Linked DNA regions of Sus scrofa: region 1 is linked to region 2. A link is a contact called in public Hi-C data. All regions are on one chromosome and are shown on one strand. Each heading gives the region's core, a stretch centred on a gene start, on an enhancer-like site or on the middle of the called end of the contact. The rest is flanking DNA. Distances are from core to core; before and after follow the strand shown. Region 1 overlaps KIF26B (kinesin-like protein KIF26B). Region 2 overlaps KIF26B (kinesin-like protein KIF26B).

The links. Hi-C and Micro-C count contacts between places; a contact is called where the count stands out from the background.
Region 1: a contact with region 2 is called in a Hi-C map of fetal heart ventricle, with 2.3 times the contacts expected there. The contact joins two enhancer-like sites. A contact is called at or near these places in 2 of 47 Hi-C or Micro-C datasets (fetal heart ventricle and heart right ventricle).

What each region holds. Positions count from the first base shown.
Region 1 is chr10:18,165,843-18,172,592 of Sscrofa11.1, forward strand. The region is part of intron 11 of KIF26B (kinesin-like protein KIF26B); the gene reads left to right. Among named protein-coding and RNA genes, the nearest start is that of KIF26B, 460 kb to the left of the region's middle. Within about 2 kb of position 1,924, at least 6 of the 83 cell types and tissues checked have an H3K27ac peak or open chromatin away from gene starts, as enhancers often do.
Region 2 is chr10:17,951,747-17,957,847 of Sscrofa11.1, forward strand. The region is part of intron 4 of KIF26B (kinesin-like protein KIF26B); the gene reads left to right. Among named protein-coding and RNA genes, the nearest start is that of KIF26B, 250 kb to the left of the region's middle. Within about 2 kb of position 2,430, at least 5 of the 83 cell types and tissues checked have an H3K27ac peak or open chromatin away from gene starts, as enhancers often do.

The sequences.
Region 1 (6,750 bases), core at 674-3,173, 210 kb after region 2:
CATGATGAGGCAAGTTCAGATTCTGCATGGCTGTGGCTGTGGCTGGCAGCTGCAGCTCCAGTTCGACCTGGGAACTTCCATATGCCACAGGCAAGGCCCTAAAAAGAAAAAAGAAAAAAAATAGCAAGAAAATGAAAATTCTCCATCAGCTTAATCCTGGCAGAGTGAAAGGAGGTCTCCTCCTGTTCCCCCACCAGCATAGTCCCCAGGACTCAGAATTGGGTCCACAGACAGTCCCTTCCCCGGGAAAGCCACACAGAGGAATGTGTGTGACCGTGTGACCTCCAGGGAGACAGGCAGACAGACAGATAGATACCATTGGGCTGTATGGGCCTGTGGCCATATTTACCAGCCTTACCAGTCACATCCTTTTCTTCCCGTTTGACACAGTAAATAAAAGAGTGGAAAGAAGGGTGGGAACATTATTCTCGGTCTTTCCAAGGGGTTAGAGATCCCTAATTTATGGACTTGCTGGGTCACAGGGAGAAGGGGAGAATCATTTCCAATACTCGTTTGCTGGGTCTCCAGCTCCATGCCAGTAGCTAGCATGGGCGTGCAGGAGCTCTGGGTGACAGCATGATGCCAACAGCTCGGAGTCATTGTTCCCTGGCTGTGCCTGCTTCCGGGGTGTTTAATTCTGCCACCAGTCTCATGGCTTCAGTGCTATTCTGATCATACTTGTGTTACAGAAGAGGAAACTGAGTCGAGGCGGGAGTGACTTGTGTTTACACGGCTGGTAGGCAACAGGGCTTCTCCATGACCTCCTGGTACCACCACGTCCCAACACAGGGTCCAGGATGCTGTGCTGCTCAATCAGGATTTGAGGTAACAGATGCGGTCAGACAGTGGATCAGATGTATCTGCAGAGCTGAAACATGTGCCATCAGTTATAAGTGAAAGCATATGAGTTCAAGGCATGGGACCAGCTGTGGCCAGCTGTCCGTTCAGGGTCAGTCTCCTGGCCTCGCCTTTTTAATGGGACAGCCAAGCTGGATGACTCCCAGGTAATTGCGACAGCAAGGAAACAGGGAAGATGAGGATAGGGAAGAAATCACCCTTCTAGAACCTAAGCCACTTGGCAGGACTGAATCAGAAATATTGACAGGGCCTGAGGTAGCAGGTTGGAAAGCCAGCCTCATTAAAGGGCTCCCAGAGGGGCCTCAGAGTCCCCATCCCATATTCTGGACACCACCAGTGGACAGTCCAGCCAGTCTCAGCTCTGTCACAAGCTTTCTTCTCTTCCTTCCTTTTTTTTTTTTTTTTTTTTTTTTTTTTTTTTTTTTTTTTTCCCCACAGCCACATCCACAGCATTGGGAAGTTCCCAGGCTAGGGGTCAAATCAGAGCTGCAGCTACCAGCCTACACCACAGCCACAGCCAGGCCAGATCCGAGCCATGTCTGTGACCTACACCACAGCTCAAGGTAACACCAGGTCCTTAACCCACGGAGCAAGGCCAGGGATCGAACCGGCATCCTCTTGTATACTAGTCAGGTTTGTTTCTGCTAAGCCACAGTGGGAACACCCTTCTTCTCTTTCTTAGTTTCGGGAATCTTTCTCAGGTATGAGCCTGAAAGTTCGTGTAGCCGTTTCATGTGCCCTGTTCATGGGGAAAACCGCAGGATGCTCGGATGCTGGCAGGATGCTCAGATGCCTTGCAGCGTGGGTTGGGATGAGGCTGCAGCAGGAGAGGTGTGACCGTTCCCCACGCTGGAGCCTGAATACGAGACACGGCTCCCCGATAAGACAGGTTCCAGCCCTGTTCTCCTCTGGTGGTGGTTCCTGGGGGTGCGTTGAGGTCTTCCGGAGTGAGCAGATTCCTCTTAGAAGAGGAGGGGTTATCACACAGGCTTCGATGTCTTCTGTCCTCTTCGTCAACAGAAAGGTGAAAAAGAGACAGGCAGGAGGTGAGAATGACGGCAAGGCTGTCAGGGCCAGAGATAAGGAGCTCCCTCCAACACCAGGCTAAGAATAGCAGCTTGGGGCATTTCCACACTCGGCAGATAAGGCCATCAGTCTCGCAATGGGACCTTGTGACGTTTTTTCAGGCTGGGCTCTCAGAGAAATACGTGAAGTCAGACACGTGTGGTTTCCAAAAGAGAGGAAGTGGGACACGGGCGGGGGAGGTGACGCTGAGCTGCGACCAGGGGAGGCAGGTGGTTACACCCGGCCCACTGCTCACCTCCCAACACGCCGGCACTCTTCCTGCAGTTTGCATTGTCCACCAGCCAAATTGGAGGAACCAGTCTTACTCCTTCTCTACCCCAGAAATGTGACAGGTGTCGTTGGGAGGAGGTCTGTGCTCGCCCTTTAAAGAAACATGCGTCAAAAGCGAACATATGATTGTTTTAATGTATTTCCAAATGTTATAACCCAGACTGACCTGGCACCATCGTATCTTTTCAGCTGTTTCTTGATTTTGACTTTTCTTTCTTTTTTTAGAGCAGCACCCAAGGCATATGGAAGTTCCCATGCTAGGGGTTGAACTGCAGCTGCCGCTACGGGCCTGTGCCCCAACCACAACAGCGCCAGATCTGAGCCGCAGCTCGTGGCAATGCCAGATCCTTAACCCACTGATCGAGGCCAGGGATCAAACCCACATCCTCATGGATGCTGGCTAGATTCTTAACCAGCTGAGCCACAACGGGAGCTCCTCTGTTTCTTGATTTTTAAAGTATGCATCTCTTTTGGCCAAATGGATTATAATTACCTTTTGTTACAATAGAAGCTTCGTGCATTTTTCAACAAGAGTTTGTGTGCCTGATGTGCCAGGTTGCTGCCAGATACAGGCATTCAGTTTAAGACACTCCAGCCCTGAGAACTGTGCACAAAGAGAGAAGGAATGGCTCCCTTAGGAAATGAATGACCCCGCCCACCACCTCCGTCAGTGAGGCCTCCAGGCCTGGGGGTGAGCAGAGGTTGCCGTGCCCTGCATTGTGTCTGTGTGGCCCACTGGCCACAGTGATCCAAATATTTAAAGATACAAATTTAAATACAAGCCATGCACCTCTGGTGCTGAGCCAGGCACAGTGATGTGCTCCAAGACTGGAGCAAAACCTGAATGTGTTAGATTTCACTGAAGAAGGGTTTTCCTTCCAAAGAGACTTTTAAGGCTGATCTTAGTGGTACAGATTTCAACTTAACACTTTAGATCCCAAGTGATACAGAACGTGTAAGTCCCTTACTCTTGGAACACAGGGTGGTTCAGATCAGCAAGGTGCATTCTGGCCCCAACGACCTGACTGAGGAGTTTAAGTGCCTGATTTTTTGTTACATGTCTGGAGGAGGCTGCCAAAAACATACAGGAAATAGTTTGAGAACTATGTCACAGCATATGCATAAGTTCTTTTATCCATTTAGGCATTTATTCACTGTTCGTTCAGAAACACTTCTTGGGCCCCTTTCCGTGTGCAAGAATAACACAGATGATCACCACTCAGACAATTTACCATCTAGTGGAGATACAGACATAACAGTCAAGTCCTACACCTGGTACTATGTGAACACCAGTGTTTAACCCCCACTGTGGAAAGAGGGATTTAAAAAAGGATGTGGGATTTGTCTTTCTCTTCCTGACTTACTTCAGTTAGTATGTGAATCTCTAGTTGCATCCATGTTGCTGCACATGGCATACTTTTGTCCTTTTTTATGGCTGAGTAGTATTCCATCGTGTATATGTACCACATCTTAAACCACTCATCTGTCGATGGACATTAGGTGGCTTCCATGTCTTGGCTATTGTGAACAGCGCTGCAGAGAACCTGGTGGTGTATGGAATTTGGGGGTGGTAGATGCAAACTATTACATTTAGAATGGATAAGCCATGAGGTCCTACTGTACAGCACAGGGAACTCTATCCAGTCTCTTGGGCTAGACCATGATGGAAGAGAGAATGAGGAAAAGAATGTATATATATGTATGACTGGGTCAGTATGCTGTACAGCAGAAATTGACCCAGCACTGTAAATCAATTATACTCTAGTAAAAATGAAATTAAAAAAAAAAAAGGCTGAGGGAATCTGAAATATTATAGTAAAGGCTGTCTCAGCAGAGGTGGTGATCCCAAAGCTCTCTTCATGTACTCCCACTCTTTCTCCATTCATTCTCACCCTCTGCATTTTCCCAAGGTTCCCACCATCCATCCTTAAATGCCTGAGCTGTTCAGAGCCATTCTGTCATTCGCTAGATGATGTCGACACTGCCTGACACAAATCATGATACACCACTGAGCCAAAGGCAAGACTCCGAATCCTTGGCTAATTGTTATCTTTCATGATAACTAATCATCATATCACAAGTCATGTTGCCACCAGAAGAAAACAGCCAGAGGGGGAGGGCTCTAGGTTAGTTCAGGGCCAATGCACAGAGAACCCAAGATGCCCTTGGGTTCGTACATGGTTACTCAAGGAGAGCTTGATTTAGGCACAATTAGGCATGAGAAGGGACAGAGCATACAAATGAGTTGGGGCTTAATTCATTTAAAAACTGTCTTGAACATTAATAGCGCTTCAATCAGAGTATCCAACCATAAATTCTCACCTATTTCACAACTGGTTCAGGCTCAATTGAGCATTAATAGATTTTTGGGGGGTCCATGCAAATGAGATGATAATTCATTTCATGTGTAATTGAACAATTTTCAAATAGTTATAGTCACGGAGCAGTTAGGTTGTACCAAATTGTCTAAGGTACCTAGTAATTTTTTAAACTAAAACAGAGCTGAATTTCATTAAAAATTTTTTTTTTTACATTTTTATTTTTGTTGTTGTTGTTCTCTTCAGGGCCGCACCCGTGGCATATGGAAGTCCACAGGCTAGGGGTGAAATGGAGCTGCAGTTGCCAGCCTACACCACAGCCACAGCAACAGGGGATCCGAGCCATGTCTGCTTATAGCAACACCAGATCCTTCCCCCACTGATGGAGGCCAGGGATTGAACCCGAGTTCTCATGGCTACTAGTCAGGTTCATTACCACTGAGCCACCACAGGAACTTGCATTTCATTTTGATGTACAAAGAAAGAACTGGAGAAATAGAGGTGGTTCTGGTACATTTGATACTACATTTGAAGAATATTAGACCTTAAGAGACTTTGTGATACTCCTTTGGGGCAACAACCCCAATTGCTATTTACTTTCATTTGTCCTTACCATTCTTTCTTATCCTTCCCCCCACCTGAAATCAGTGAAAATGTTGAGGATGTCTAGATATGGATAAAAGGAGGTGTGTGAGGGCCCCCAGTTTATACGCATGTGCACTTCCTAGTTTTGTGCCAATTTTACTGACAGTTAAATACATCTGTCCTAAAAATGCTATCTGAGATCTTTCCTCCAAACCACTTATCTTATTTCTCTCATGAACTTGTCATCCCTGAGCAGGAAATCCCACGCTGAGGACTAACTGCAGTTGGTTGTTTGTATTTCGAGGATTTTGTGTAGTTTGCTAAACAAAATCCAGGGACAGCCCTAAGGGCCCATGTCGTACCCACTGCTTCCTTCTGAGGATTCTTTCTGGTGAAGGCAGCGGAGGTTTTAGTTTCATCTGCTCCCTGCACACGCTGCCAGAAGGTGCTTTTCTTTTCTTCATTTCCTTTTTGGACCACCCTGCGGCATATGGAGTTCCCAGGCCAGCCGTCAGATTCGAGGCACCGTCTCCACCTGGGTGCTGCCACTGCACCCAGTGTGCTGAGCTGGGGATCAAACCTGCATCCTAGTGCTCCCAAGAATGTGCTTTTAGTTAGTTAGTTAGTTAGTTAGTTATTTTTGTCTTTGTCTTTTTAGGGCCACACCTGCAGCACATGGAGGTTCCCAGGCTAGGGGTCCCATCAGAGCTGTTGCTGCCAGCCTACGCCAGAGCCACAGCAATGCCAGATCCAAGCCGCGTCTGCCACCTACACCACAGCTCACAGCAACGCTGGACCTTTACCCACGGAGAGAGGCCAGGGATCAAACCGGCAACATCATGGTTCCTAGTTGGATTCGTTTCCGCTGCGCCACGACGACGGGAACTCCGAATGTGCTTTTAAAATGCAATTCTGGGAGTTCCCACAGTGTGAGTGCAATGCCAGAACCCAGTGGGTTAGGGATCCAGCATTACTGCAGCTATGGCTTAGGTCACAACTATGGCTTGGATCTGATCCCTGGCCTGGGAACTCCATATGCCACAGGGCAGTGAAAAACTAAAAACTACAAACTATATTGTTTAGTTTTGTCTGGTTTTAAACTTTACATATATGAAAACGTACTCTCTCCCTAGCCCTTCTATAACTTACTTTTTTCAATCGATATTTCATTTTTGTGCATCCCTTTTTATGCATGTAACTCTAAGAATTTTCGTTAATGTATGATTTTTCCATTACAGGAGGCTGTTTCAGAGTGTTTGTTTTTCTATTGGTGGATTTCTAAGTGAATTTTTTTTTTTTGGTCTTTTTTCTTTTTAGAGCCACACCTGTGGCATATGGAGGTTCCCAGGCTAGGGGTCTAATCACAGCAATGCCAGATCTGAACCGTGTCTGTGACTTACACCACAACTCATGGCAACGCCAGATCCCCCACCCACTGAGTGAGGCCAGGCATCGAACCCGCAACCTCATGGTTCCTAGTCAGATTCGTTTCTACTGCGCCAAGACAGGAACTCCTCCAAGTGATTTTTTAAAAATTAATTGTCGAATTTTGTCTAACCTGTTTCTGCATCTAATGAGAAAATCACATGGCTTTCCTCCTTTAATTCTGTAATATGGTAAATTACATAAATCA
Region 2 (6,101 bases), core at 1,180-3,679:
CTTCCAGGAGAAGGACAGACAGGCAGGGTGAGATGAGAGGTGAAGTGGGATCGACTTTGCTGGAACCTCAGGAGCAGAAAGCACTACGGAAAAAGTGCACGGTGGCACCGTGGGCTGCCCACCCCCACCTGCAGGGACACACCGAAGAGAAGTGAAGCTCCTTCTGGCTTCAGAGCCATCCCAGTGCTTCCCTCTGGTTTCTCTGCCTGCTGGGGCCATGTGAACATAACTCATAAAATGAAGCATTTGGTCCCCGGAAGGAGTGACATGTGCCCATAGCTGTCAGCAAGACTCCGCTGTGCTGCCCTGTTCCTGGGTCACAGAGGGCAGCTCCTCCCCTGGGGGAGCCTGCTGGGACCATGGGGGGGGGGTGGCGCCGGGGAGGGGGCCCTCTGGAGATGCTGTTAGGATTGGCCCCAGAAGTGAGTCACGTGGTGAGGGACAGTCCTGCAGTGAAGGGAAGACTGGATACAGAAAAGAAGGCAAAACTCCCCCCTCTCCCCACTCTCTGACACGAGGAAAAACTAGAAAGTTAATGTGGGCGCATTGCACTGCAGCCTGATGAGTGGAGGAAGATGCCGTTCCATGGACCCCCATCAGCTGCCCGTGTCCTGTGGCTGAAATGGGGGGTCTGTGTGATGGGCCGTAGTTGCTTATCTTTGATTTGCGGATGCGTTTTTTGCTCTTGTCCCGTCCCGATTTGTGTCTCCCATTTCTATTTCACAGGGGCTTTTGGAACGCATGTTCTAATTCCTTAGGACTGCAGCAGCTGACAGCATAGACTACACCAGGGGTGAACATTAGCTGTCTCCAGGCTTTTTCAGGACAACTGGGAGTTGGTTTGTGCTAACACACATCGAAAACATTTATTGAGCATCCCTATTTGCAAAAGCATAAAAACAGCAAGGAATGGTGCTAGTAATAAGTAACAAGAGGAGTTCCCATTGTGGCTCAGCAGTAATGAAACTGACTGGTATCCATGAGGATGAGAGTTCGATCCCCGGCCCTGCTCTGTGGGTTAGGGATCTGGCATTGCCGTGAGCTGTGGTGTAGGTCCCAGACATGGCTCAGATCCTGTGTTGCTGTGGCTGTGACATAGACTGGCAGCTGCATCTCTGATTTTTTTTTTTTTTGTCTTTTTGCCATTTCTTGGGCCACTTCCGCGGCATATGGAGGTTCCCAGGCTAGGGGTTGAATTGGGGCTGTAGCCACCGGCCTACGCCAGAGCCACAGCAACGCAAGATCCGAGCTGCGTCTGCAACCTACACCACAGCTCAGGGCAACGCCAGATCGTTAACCCACTGAGCAAGGGCAGGGATCGAACCCGCAACCTCATGGTTCCTAGTTGGATTCGTTAACCACTGCGCCACGACGGGAACACCTGCATCTCTGATTTGACCCCTAGCCTGAGATCTTCCATGTGATGTGTGTGCGTCCCTAAAACAACAACAAAAACAAGGAAGGAGTTGTCCCCCAGTTTGCCTAAGAGAAAATGCTGTTCCTAAAAAAATATTTTAATTGTGGTTGGTTTACATTGTTCTGTCAATTTCTGCTGTACAGTAAAGTGACCCAGTCTGACATCTAGACACACTATTTTTCTCATACTATCTGTCATCATGTTTCATCACAAGGGATTGGACATAGCTCCCTGTGCTGAGCAGCAGCACCTCATTGCTCATCCATTCTAAATGTAACAGTTTGTATCTACTCGTCCCAAACTCCCCATCCCAAACTCCCTGTCCATCCCACTCCCTCCGCCTCTCCCTCTGCAAGCCCAAGTCTGCTCTCCATGTCTGAGTCTGTTTAGAAAATGCTTTCTATGTTATTTTCTGGAATTTGGGGTCATAATATCATTAGATGTAAAGACTGAGTCGAATGCATTTGCCGTCCAGAGATGCTGTTTAACACAGGAAATGGATACTGTTGGTGTCAAGTCCAAGGGAGGCAGCTTTCTGGATCAGTAATGCCATTTGAGATGACCCTTCATGCTGACACCCTCTGGGAGATCTCGGAGTCCTTCCCGTCAGTGGGGAAATTAAAGGTCCATGGCTTATAGATTGTGGTCGGTGATGGGAAAACACCCTTGGGTGATAACAGCCAAACATCTTTCGGTGCTGTGGTCAGGATCGTAACTGAATTTAAGCCTCGAGATTTCTTTGTGGGCAAGTACATTGCTCCTCATGCTGAGGTTTCCCTGCAAAAACTGTAAGACATGAGTCTTGCCTGAGATGAGAATGTAGCGAGCAAGCAGCTTGATCAGTGAGGTCTGTGAGCAGCAGCTCTAGGTGCAGACAAACGGTGGGGGGGGGGGCTTGGACGCGCACTGAAGACCCCACGTGGACAATCACACGCATGTGCACACACAGGCACCCCCTCCCCGTGCCTGGCTCCTTTGCTGCTGTCCCGTGTTTCATTGCTCACCACCCTGAGAGATGTCATGTGATGTTTTGAACATCACAGATACTGTTGCTCTAGTGAAATGGTCCCGTGTAACTGAGCTGGAGAGCTGACAGCAGGTTTTAATCAGAACTCAACCAAACAAAAGCCTGTGGTGAAAATCTAGTCGTCGTCCCAACCGCCTCCCCCGGCCCCCCGCCCAAAGTTAGTGCTTAAGACCCCCTGACACGTTTTCAGCGGCTGTTTCTAGACTGTGACATACACACATCATCAAGATAACGAATCCTTTCCCCCAGAACTTGATGTCTTTCAAATGTGTTAGATGAAGAGATTGGAGTTTGTGAATTTCAATGTTCCCAGGAAGAGTCTTGCAGCTTTCACAGGGGCGTGAGAGAAAAAATTAATTCAGAGCCGTCTGGAACGCAGAGGTAAAGCGGGGTTCTCTGAAGAGAAGGCTCTTGATTGCACACTGTGCAATGAAGCTAAAGTTCCGGGCCTCCTGCTGTTTGAGCTTTTTTCTCTTACCGTGGGTTTTGGGGAGGGGACCACAAGAGCCACTGCAAGGGGACAGTTAGACAGAGGGGTTGGACTGAGGGTGGAAGGCAGAAAGAAAATGTCTCAGAATCACATAAATCGGGGTCCAGTCTTGGCTCCTCCAAGCTCGATGCTCTCCCCTGGAGCCCCAGCTTTCTGACCACTGGTCTCTTAGAATCCAGTTCCTACAGGACCACAGTGAGGGCAGATCCACTACGGCTCAGGCTTCAACCCCATCTCGCATGCCTATGCCGCCTGCCTGGTCTGGGAGCTAGAGGTGGGGGCTGTTGTGGGGTTGGAGAATGGTTGGGGTCCTGGGTTGGGGGATTAGGGCTCATCTCCTCGCCCTTTGGCGAAGCCAAGGCTTCCTGGTAGATTTTTATAGAACAGAGCCTTCATTATAGCTCACAGCAAAAAAAAAAAAAAAAAAAGGAAAAAAAAGAAAGTCTCTCGAGAGACTTGCTTTTGAAGGCAGGGGGCACCACTGGTAGGAAAGGCCACTGCCCGGGAATAAAACTGAGTGAGCGCTGCTGAGTAAGTAGGCGGGGGATGGGGTAGGCAATGCAGGGTCAGGGGTAGGTGGTAGGTGTTACTTTTGTCGCCAGAATGACCATGGAAGGAAAGCTTCTCACATCCAGCCATCGGGGGCTGTAGTGTCTGCCCCATGTGGCTCCTGAGAGCCAGCTCTGGCTTGGGAAGCTGAGGGCTGGAGCAATTCCCGGTGAGGTGAATTCATTGCTGTTGGCGTGGCGGGGGCTGCAGCCAGGGGGCCCCCCTGGGGGCGCGTTCCTTCAGCCACATGTTGGGGGGTGACCCGGGATCCCCTCCAGCCTCTGTCTGTGGCTGCTCAGCCTGGACAAAGGTGGGGAAGTACAACCCCTTTCCTCCTTCCCATTCCTGGAGGACCTCTTTGACTTACGGATGTGCCTAAAAACACATTCTGGAGACTCCCCTTTACCAAATCACGGGGCCCTTTCTGCATACACACCACCTGCGAGTTGGAGAGGGAGCGAGATCACGTGTCTTTGGCCGACTGCAGGTTTTTCTGTCTAGCGTTCTTTCTCATCTCTTGAGGTCAGTGGTTAAGTAAAATTTGCTCCCTGTAATCGTGCAAGTCTATTAGGTACCCAGGTTACATAGTACCCCTCAGTAATGAGGTGCGATCTTATCATCATTTTCTTTATTTATTTAGTCTTTTTAGGACCATACCTATGGCTTATGGAGGTTCCCAGGCTAGGGTTTGAATTGGAGCTGCAGCTGCCGACCTACACCACAGCCACAGCAACTCACGATCTGGGCTGCGTCTGCGACCTACCCCACAGCTCACAGCAACGCTGGATCCCGAACCCACTGAGCGAGGCCAGGGATCAAACCTACATCCTCATGGATACCAGGCGGGTTCCTTATTGCTGAGCCACAACAGGAACTCCCTAATAATTAAAAAAATAAATAAATAAAGAATGGAGTCCAAGTCCTGCTTTTCCATCTGAAACTTCCCTATTTAATGGCTGAAAGGCTTGGACAAATCACCTAACTCCTCTGAGCCTCTGTTTTCTCATCTGCGAAATGGGAACAATAGCGTGTTTGCCCAACTTAATGTCGATTGTTTCACATGAGGCTTGTAAGGGGAAGAAGAGGTGTGAGAGCAACTTTCTTCTGTTAATGACGATAGCACTATCCTAGATAGGGACCAGCCTTCTCTGCTGTATGGCCAGTTCAGTGACAAGCTGTCATGGTCTCAGAGAGCCACAGAAAGAATTTGGATGGGAAGGGTTCTTTAATAGCTGAATGTCATCCTGGAGACAATTTGTTTCCTTTATTGTGGAACAATTCAGTTACGACCTATGTGTAGTTTGAAGCATTGAGGAAGATAGAATCCTTGGTAACAAGCACGATAAGAAAAGCTCCATCAAAACCCATCACTCTGAAGCCTACACCCCAGTATGTGTAGGAAAAAAATCATAGCTTATCTGATAAGGGGGCTATCTCTCTCTCTCTCAGAATAGTCTGGAATGGATATGATTTTAATTTTTCAATTAAAGCAGCCATGGCTACACATATTCAGAGCAAGCCTAGTTCCACTCTTTTTCAGCGTCATAAAGATTTGGGTCAACAGAGATAACAGAGAGAAGTTGATTAAGCCAGCTATTTGGTGGATTACCTTTGTAAAAGATATTGACAGCAGTGAGCTAGTGAATTGTACACAACTATCAAGGGAAAAAAGAAGTAAACATTGCAGGTACAGGGACTGTAAGAAATGTTGGCACATATGCCCGCCACAGTGCCTGGCATGTACTGAGTACCCAGTAGGTGACTGTCAATGTGAATAAATGAGCAAATGAATTCCTGGTCTAAAAAAGAGGCCCTCTTGAGTCCTGAACTAGCACAGAGTGGAGCCCAAACGCTACACTTTGGTGGTGTTATATCCCAATGGTCAAATGAAATAGAAACACAAGGATTTTTCTTTTCTTTCTTTTCTTTTCTTTTCTTTTTTTTTCCTGCTTAGGGCCACACCTGTGCCATATGGAAGTTCCCAGGCTAGGGGTCAAATTGGAGGTGTAGTTGCTGGCCTATGACTCAGCCACAGCAATACCAGCGCCTTAACCCACTGAGCAGTGCCAGGGATCGAACCCACATCCTCATGGATACTAGTCAGACTCGTCACCCCTGAGCCACAATAGGAACTCCAAAGAAGATGATCTTGACACCCCTTCTAGCTCAAAACCTTCTGCAATTCTAATTTCTAAAAACAACCTCTTACTAAGTAATTGTACTTAGAGGTTAGAGAATTGAGTGTCGCAGGTCCACTCATCTCTGGTCTTTAAGAGTTGGGGATCCAAGCTTGTTTGACATAAGATAGGCAATAGCTCGCTTTTAAGGAGGCCAGTGCACTGAAATTCATTTGCTAGGTGACACTGTTGAAAGCCACGTGCTCATGGGATTGTCACATCCATCTTGGGCCAGATTCAGGAATCGGGAATCACCCAGAAATCTGTGCCTCTGTGGTGGGCATCTTGCTGTTGGCCACACATCCTGGTGGCTTCTTCGTGGGTTTGCCCGGCACCTGCCAGGACTATTCAGAAGAATTGCCCTCCCTTCCCTCCAAACTTGAGATAAGAATGACAGTAATGCAAAGGAAGAAACACACCCATCTAGAACATGAGATGGTG